Linked DNA regions of Oryctolagus cuniculus: region 1 is linked to region 2. The links are chromatin contacts, called in public Hi-C maps. All regions are on one chromosome and are shown on one strand. Each heading gives the region's core, a stretch centred on a gene start, on an enhancer-like site or on the middle of the called end of the contact. The rest is flanking DNA. Distances are from core to core; before and after follow the strand shown.

What was found. Hi-C and Micro-C count contacts between places; a contact is called where the count stands out from the background.
Region 1: a Hi-C map of an unstated tissue shows a contact between it and region 2, with 3 times the contacts expected there. The contact joins the promoter of LIX1 here to the promoter of ERAP1 in region 2. A contact is called at or near these places in 6 of 6 Hi-C or Micro-C datasets (ear pinna, embryonic fibroblasts, liver and 3 more).

Annotation. Positions count from the first base shown.
Region 1 is chr14:19,808,062-19,812,444 of mOryCun1.1, reverse strand. It overlaps LIX1 (limb and CNS expressed 1), which reads left to right and starts at 1,477. Exons shown (of 6, transcript XM_002713928.5): 1 at 1,477-3,361. The coding sequence starts at 3,280. All of the region lies in intron 10 of RIOK2 (RIO kinase 2), which reads left to right.
Region 2 is chr14:19,479,731-19,484,087 of mOryCun1.1, reverse strand. It overlaps ERAP1 (endoplasmic reticulum aminopeptidase 1), which reads left to right and starts at 2,046. Exons shown (of 19, transcript XM_002713943.5): 1 at 2,046-2,174.

The DNA of each region.
Region 1 (4,383 bases), core at 228-2,727, 330 kb before region 2:
GATTTGTATCTTTCAGATCAATGAATGGATATGAGGTTGAAATAGAAGTGATTTGTCAAGACCAGTCCAGCCTTGAGGAAATAAATATAGGGCTTTCCAGAAGACTAGACTGTCGCTCCCCCTCTTCGTGGAGGAACGACACAGGACCCTGCGCTGTTCTTTCGTCTGCTCGGCCCTCCCCGGGTTTGCTGCTGGTTCTTCCCGGGTTGGCTACTGTCCCTTCCACCTCCGTGGAAGGGCAGTTCCCCCTGGCCACATTCCCCACTTACGCAGGGGAGCGGCACACCGCCGGCCTGCTCTCTCGGGGGCTGCACAGGTGTTCCTTCAGATGTTCCCCTTAGATGTTCCTGGTGAATGCCGTCTCTCTCCTCCTTTATAGTCCTCCTCCGCCAATCCCAACTCGGCTGCCCACACGCCGAGTACGCTGCTCTCCTCCAATCAGTAGCAAGTCCTACAGTTTATTGGTTGAACTGGAGGCAGCTGTGCGGAAGCTGTTTACTTCTCTCCCAGCACCATATTGTGGGAGAGCAGATGCATAGAATAAGTCTTAATTCCAGTAACTCAGTCCAGTCCGGGGCTGCTCCCCACACTAGACAATCTGTTCTAATATTTGTGTCCATTTATGATGTAGTCATGGAACCATAGATATTAGAACTGATTGAGAGCATCCAGCTTAACTTAATAAATTGGTTGATGAGGACTGTGAGCCCAGAGAAGATAAGTGGCTTCTTCCTCAAGGTTATACAGATAACAAAATTCAAATCCTAGGTCTTATTGATCCTAAATTCAGTGTTCCTCTCACCACATTGTACAACATATATATATATATATATATATAATATATAAATACATATATAACATAATGTATACATATATTTTAAAGATTTTTATTTATTTGAAAGACAAAGTTTCAGAGAGAGACAGAGATCTTCCATCTGCTGGTTCACTCCTCCAGTGGCTGCCAGTGGCTGGGGCTGGACCAGGTCAAAGCCAGGAGCCTGGAATTCCTTCTGGGTCTCCTATGTGGGTGCAGTGGTCCAAGTATTTGGACCAGCTGCTGCTGCTTTTCCCAGGCACGTTAGCAAAGAGATGGATTGGAAGTAGAGCAACCAGGACTTGAACTGCACATATATGGGATGCCAGCATCTCAGGTAGTAGCTTAATCCATTATGCCAGCCGCTAAAATATTTTTAAGTACTGCTGGAATTAAACTTACACCCATAGAAATGCCCATTTACTGATTGAATTCCAAGCATCATTCATTTCTTTTTTTTGTTTGTTTTGTTTTTTTTGTTGTTGTTGTTGTTTTGACAGGCAGAGTTAGACAATGAGAGAGAGAGACAGAGAGACAGAGAGAAAGGTCTTCCTTCCATTGGTTCATCCCCCAAATGGCCGCTGCAGCCGGTGCGCTGCGCTGATCCGAAGCCAGTAGCCAGGTGCTTCCTCCTGGTCTCCCATGCGGGTGCAGGGCCCAAGCACTTGGGCCATCCTCCACTGCCTTCCCGGGCCACAGCAGAGAGCTGGACTGGAAGAGGAGCAACTGGGACAGAATCCGGTGCCCCAACCGGAACTAGAACCCAGGGTGCCGGCGCCCCAGGTGGAGGATTAGCCTAGTGAGCCACGGTGCCACCGGCCATTTCTCCTGCTTCTTTAACAAAAACATTAAATATATTGGTTTCCAATTCAGTATCACACTGAAAGTATTTACATTCACTCATATTTTGTGTCCAAGAATTAGAGTTTTTGTCTACAAACCATAGTTTGCATTTTAAACTATAAACTCCTGGATGGCAAGGATCTTGACCATGTTCACTTTTGGTACAGCCCATGTAGAGTGCACTGTGGAACCCTAAGCAAGTATCTCAGCATGAAGTGCTACTTCTTTCCAGTTCTTTCTAGATTATATCCATTTATAGATAGATGATAATGATGATGGATGGATGGATGGATGGACAGATACATCCATCAGTCGATCAACAGATAGATAGATGTCTTTGTGGTCTGGGGCAGCCCCATGCTTGTGTATTTTGTGTGACATACATTCCCTATGAGCATTTGCTATGTGAAAATCATGATAGCCCCATTCTTCCACCTTCTTTTTATTAGGCCCAGACTTCTACCAAATAGCTGAAGAAACTGATCACATGGAAGGCATTTTTATATAGTCTTTATTTAAAGGATTGGTTTCAGTTCTTCATAAAACACAGCATAATTATGGAATCTGAAAGTTGGAAAGCAATTTCTTATGTCTACCCTGGGAAAAAAATTTAAATAAAGAATTCCTCAACAACCCTCCAACAACTACCACAGGTTACAGCCTTTAAAATGAGTTATTTTGTATTTGCTGTAGCTTTTATTGCAGTGCAATCATGTGACTTCTATTTGTGTCTCCTGTAGGAAGAGCATTTAGCAAATCGTAATGGGTGGTGGCCAACACTGGTAGAAAAAGCAGCTCTGTTTTCTTAAGATCTTTTAATAGCTACTTATAATCTTTGGAAAAGTAGATTTTTTTTTTTGCTTCTACTGAAATTTTTAGAAAGAATTATCATGAAGTAAAAGGAAGTGAATGATATCAGAATTAATTAAAGTCAACCTTGGAGATGATTTGCTTTGAAGGGCAAAACAGGGAAACAAGTGTTCCCAGGCAGGCTGTGAGACAGTCTCGCAGGTCGTGCTTGCCAGAGTTCATCAGAAGCGACTGTAATGTGGGGAAGAGGGGTGGGAGCTCACCCGTGGCTTCCAGAAGAGCTGTTCCTGAACTCTAATGTGAAGCATAATGGGGCACCCTCATTCCTTTACTGAAGGGGGTCTACAGTGTACCCCTACCGTTCCTCTGGCATTTAGGAAATTCCCTGGAGAAATGAGTTTCTTGATTCCCTTGTCCTGGGGGCAGCACAGTGGACAATCGAGGGCCGAAAAAGGTTTCCCAGAGAGAAAGCCGCACAGCATTAAGGCAAAATCTGGCTGCAGAGCAAAGCAGGCTGAGCGAGCTTCCCCTGCTAGCCTGTAGGTGGGTGTGTTGAACAGGAGGCGGCAAGGGAACCGGCCTGTCAGCCAGCCCTTCGAGCTAATTAGCTCAGCACACAACAAAGATAAGTGAGCCTGGGAGGAGGGCCCCCTGAGGGGTCCTCACTTTCTGGGAAATGTCTGATTGGCAGATGTTAAAAGGGATTCTTTGGTAATCCAGTGCATCAATGAGCTGCACAGATTCAGTCCAGGACTGCAAGAATCCAGGCATGAGGACACCCTGTGCAGGAGGCGCGCACAGGCAGACCCGAGATGGACAGAACCCTGGAATCTCTGAGACACATCATTGCCCAAGCCTTGCCTCACAGAGACCCGGCTCTGGTCTTCAAAGACTGTAAGTACTGGAGGGGGAGAGGGTGGGGTTTTGTTTTTTTTTTTCTTTTTTACTTTTTTAGAAAATAGTCTTCAACGTCTAGTCACATTCTATTTAAGTCCGATTTCTCCTAAACCTCTGTAGTCCTGCGCTGTGGTCTAAGTGATATTTAACTTGTTCCTGACTTCAGTCAGAAGAGTGATTGCATCTCACCTACAGGCACTAGGCGCCGGGTTGCTTTGTCAGTGATGTGTCTAGCTGTTTAGAAGTCTCTTCTAAAATCTAAGACCTGCCGAAGTCATCAGTAACTTTCCCAGATGCTTTTTAAATAACGCAAAGCTGACTAAAAATAACCTAGAAATGATCATAAAATACATCTATATTTGTTAACATGTTTAATCTTCTACAGTGTAAATTCACGGTGCTAAGTACTGTGTCTGAAAATTTTTGTGGCAAACAAAAATTAACAAATCACCACTGAGCTTTTAAATTTTGCCAATAAATTATAACACTTCAGTTAAAAGGCCAATAAAATGAGCTGCCTCCCAACTTTAACCCCCCCCCATACTGCCATACAAAGTAATTTCAAAATCTTCTTAAAAATTGATCATGAAAACCAATCCAGTCAAGCTTTCCAAATCTCACAATACTATTAAACCATTTGTCATATAACTTCATTTCTGGAACCAATTTGATTTCCTGCTGCTGCAAACAAGACTATCTTCAGGTTGTATCTTATCTACAGTGGGTTTCACATTACAAAGGCTTCTGAAATAGAACTTTGCTTTGGAACTGCCCAAAAGGTAAAATGCATATGGAATAAAAAAAAAAAAAAACTTCAATAGGTTACAGCTTTCCTCTTTGTGAAGCTAGTTATGTTTGTCTCCCTCAGACATCAATGGTTTGGATTTTTGCTTTCTGATTGCTGAATACCGCTCCTTTCCAGATGTCCTCTTAGCTTATATTTCTCATATGCATGAAGAAGAAAGAGAATTGTTAGGCCACTTTATTCTATAAATTTTTTCTCTTAGAAATTAAATTGT
Region 2 (4,357 bases), core at 797-3,296:
GCACAAGTGCACTGTGAAGACCCAGTGAGAGAAAGCATATTGATACCAACCTGCTTATTAGTAATTTCCAATAGTAATAAGCTTGTGGGCTCTTGCCATGTATTCTGAATACTGGCTCAAATAGACCCGACAACGTGCTAAGTTTTAAAGATGCTTATTCAGTGAGAGAAATGCACGGGAGAGTGACACTGAGCTTTATTTAGGGGAGAGAGAAGTCTAGAAGCTAAGTTGAGTCCATCCCAAGCAGAAAGCAGGCCAGAAGCAAGCCACATGGAGCAAGCGTGCAGGCAGGTAGCCAGAGAGTGGGCAGCCCAAAGGCCTCATGCATCTAAGGTGCAGGTAGCAAGGGCAATAAAGGGGGGGGGGGCACCATGTTCCAGGCCTTTTATCCACTCCCAAAGGGGCGTGGTTACGTAGCCTGATTGGCAGGTGAGCATCCAGGTGGGATCAGGTAGGGGCTTGAGATCACACAGAGGCGTGGTGAGGGCGTGGTCTTCCAGATCACAAACCTAATGGATTTTACGCTATCTGCCTGCCTACACCAATATGAGAATGCTTGCAAACTGCAACACTTCACAGGACTTTGTTAGCTGTCAAGAGCTCAAAACAAGTGTCTCCGGCTCTTAATTTGATATCTGTGCTTTTCTGTTTCTGATTATAAATAAAATGACACAGATTTTGTTCAGCAGGACAGCTTGCAATCGGGCACCTAGGGGGAAAAGTGTCATCCTCTTTATCGAGAATATGAAGATATTCTTTCTAAAATTAGCATTAAAAGAATTGAGTTCTGGGGCCCTGGGAGCTAGGGAGATATCTCAGGGCCCTCAACGTGTGTGTGTGTGTGTGTGTGTGTGTGTGTGTGTGTGTGTTGGGGGAGGGGGCAGTGGGCAGAACCTGAATGGAAGCAGCTGCCCTGTTAATCGGAACAGCTCTGCTTTGGTGAGTTTTCTACGTCTTGATTCTGGGTAAGATTTTCTATCAAAAAGGACAGTGGTAAGATGGTCTTCCCGCCTTCTTCTCTGTCAGCCCCCAGGGCTGCTCTGGCTCGTCCGCCCTGCCCTCCCGCCTCTCAGAGCTATTGTAAAAGAAAGCTGACTGGAAACCGAACGGGAAACCAGGACAGACCTCGCAGAAGGAAAGCGAGGACGTGAATGGGTCTGATGGACGGGAAGCCACGGCCCCCGCCCGCCTCCCTCCTCCGAACCCGCAGAAACCACCGGCTCCCGGGACGAACCCCAAGCTTGCTGCGTGTTAATAAAAAACAAACAGAAAACCTCCCCTGGATGCCGCCCCAGATGAGTCTGGGACACGGCGCCCATGTTTGTGTTAGAAAACGGCCCGAGACCGCAGAGAAGACGCAGAACTCAATGTTGTATGCGAAAGGAGGCCTGCGATGGCTGGGCGACACCGTTCCCAGGCGTCCTCACCCAGCCCTCCGACGGAGGCAGGAGACAGCCCGGGCTGCCCCCAGGGGCCACGGCCGCGCACAACCTAAGGCGTCTGAAAACGCTGGGGGCACGGTTAAGACAAGCCTCCGAGCCTAGCGGGGCTCACGGCGCCCCCTGGCGGTGAGCGGTTGGGGATGTCCCGGCCCTTCGCTCCTGCACGGCCCGCCCAGCCTCTCGGCGCGCACCCGCGGCTCGGCTTCCGGCAACAGGCGCGAGAGTCCCCGGGGACAAGTTTCTGGGGCGGGCCCTCAGAGCTCTGCATCCATTCGCAGAGAGAGGATGACGGACACCCCCTGCGTCCAATGGGCGTCGTGCTCGTGCCGGCCTGGCGGACCCGCGAGCTCCAGCCGGGCATCGGACCCCCTCCGAAGCGGCCGCGTGGTCCTGCATCCCGCGGCCAGCCACGCAAAGCCAAACCCAGCTCCCAGAGACACTGCGAGGGAAGGGCCAGCCTTGAGAGGGGCGCTGCTGCCCGCCCGATCCTTGCCTTGCCATCCCGGGCCTGCAGCCCCCACTTCCCGACCCCCGCCTTGGGGACGGCGGCCTCGCACTAGGCCCCGCTCCCGGGGTTCCCCACCAGCGCCCCTTTCGGCCGGGGCTATTCGGGGCCTGCAGCTGGGGCTCGGGCCGCGCGCTCCTCCACGCCCGCCCGCCCGCCGCCGGCCCCGCTTTCACTTTCGGTCGCGGAGGCTCCAGGCGGGCGGCGGCGGCGGCGGCGGCGCGAGGGTGAGCAGGGGCGCGGGGCCCGGGTGCGGGCAGGGGGCTGCGGGGCGGGCCCCTTCCCTGAGGGCTCCCGGGAGGGCCGCGGGCGCCGCGGGCACCAGCCCGGCGGGAGGAGGCGGCGGGCGCCGGCCGGCTGCTGCTCTGCGCTGGCTCCGTGCGCGCCCCGGCCGGGTGCAGCCGGCCCCTCGTGGGCCGGGGGCTGGGGACCCCGCGCGAGGGCGGCTGAGAAAGGAGGGTGGCCCCTGGCTGAGCCCTGGGGAGGGGCGGGCCGCAGGTGTCCCCCGGGTCGCTGCCCAGCCGCCTTAACCCGTACTCACCCGTATTTCTCGCTCCCGCTTCGCTCGGGAGCTACCCGGGTTTTATTATTTAATTATCTTAAGCAAATTAAATGTCCCTGCGGGTGCCTCCCAAGCCAGGTGGGCCTCGGAGTTAATCCGTGAGAGGAAGGGGAAGCAGGTGCTTCCCCAGTGCTCTCGGCCAATGGACGTTTATGGTGCGGGCCAGTTCAGAAACGGCTGTTTTCTAGAGAATGCCCGAATTTACTCTGAACTTAGGCTGTGGTCAACAGTCTGGCGGTGGGGTGGGGTGGGGGGAGCACTAGGCAGACTTTACAGGATTGGTTAGAGTCCCTTCCCTGAGGATTTGGCCATGCACCACGTATTCCAGTTAAGGCCCGGTTGCCAGCGGCCTCCTTGGTGAGGCAGAATCGAAAGCAGCCTACACAGAGTCGTTGCAAAGGCACCTTAGACTCTTCCTGGCGGAGAGGTGAACTTAGCCAACAGCCTGCTGCCCTTCCATCGGGATCACTGAAAGTGAAAGACGCTCTGCTTGTGGCTGGTCCGATGCCAAAGGGAGATCCTTTCAAAAACTGTTTGAGGCAGTACAGTCAGGTTCAGGGACATTGTTGAAAGCCTTTAGCTCCACGCTCTAGACCTGTGCCTTTAACTGCCTGTCTGCTTGATCCCCTTGGACGTCTCAGACATCACAAACTAAACCAAACGATGAACAAGATTCCCCTTCCATCCCGGCAATACAATTCAATCTGTTCCTCCCGAAGTCCCCCCCCAGCTCAGAGAAGATGCTCATTCTAGACACCTGGCCCCCAGGCCTGATGCTGACCTCTCTCACCCCCGACTTGGGTTTGCCCTGATACAAATGATGGGTCCATCCAGCGGGGCCTCTTCCACCTCTGCACAAGCCACAGGCTGAAGCCCTGCCCGGGTTCCTAACTGGCCTCCTCCCTTCATTCTCAGTGCTTTCCAGCCTTCCACTGTACACACAGCAGCCAAGCTGGTTTTTCTTAAAATGTGAACTGAGGCCGGCGCCGTGGCTCACTAGGCTAATCCTCCACCTAGCGGTGCCGGCACACCGGGCGGGTTCTAGTCCCGGTCGGGGCGCCGGATTCTGTCCTGGTTACCCCTCTTCCAGGCCAGCTCTCTGGCCCCGGAAGGCAGTGGAGGGTGGCCCAAGTGCTTGGGCCCTGCACCCCATGGGAGACCAGGAGGAAGCACCTGGCTCCTGCCTTCCGATCAGTGCGGTGTGCCAGCTGTGGCGGCCATTGTGGGGTGAACCAACGGCAAAGGAAGACCTTTCTCTCTGTCTCTCTCTCTCACTGTCCACTCTGCCTGTCAAAAAAAAAAAAAATGTGAACTGAACCCTGATACCTCCTAGCAAAAAATCCTTGCAGTGGCTCCTTACCACCCTTAGGAACCGTCCGAAGTCCTAACCAAGCCTGCAAGGCTGCCTGGTCCCAAACAGCGCCCTCTACTGTCTCTGAGCCTGCAAAGGCGCGTACAGGTCCCTCTTGGCACACTGCCTTGTCTTCGCTAACTTGTGTTTGTCCTGTGCGTCTCAGCTGAAATATTTTAGCCCCTTTGCCAGTGGAGATCCTTCTGCCTTTACACTCTTTTAGTTCATGTGTGTGGTGGTTAATGAGGCTGTGCCTTTGTCCGATCTCATTAAAAACCCCCAGCTCCTGCTGTGAGGTCAGAGACCTGGTGTTGCTGGCTCTTAGCAATTGATTCTGAATAAATACATGTAGAACCCGTTCAGTGTTCCCAACAATCCTGTGAGAGAGATGTTGTTATTTCACACGTGAAGAAAATACAACTGGAAATAAAGAGGCAGCTGGATCAACTTGCCCAGGGTCACAGTGTCGGGTGGCAGAGCAGGAGCTCAAAGCTGGG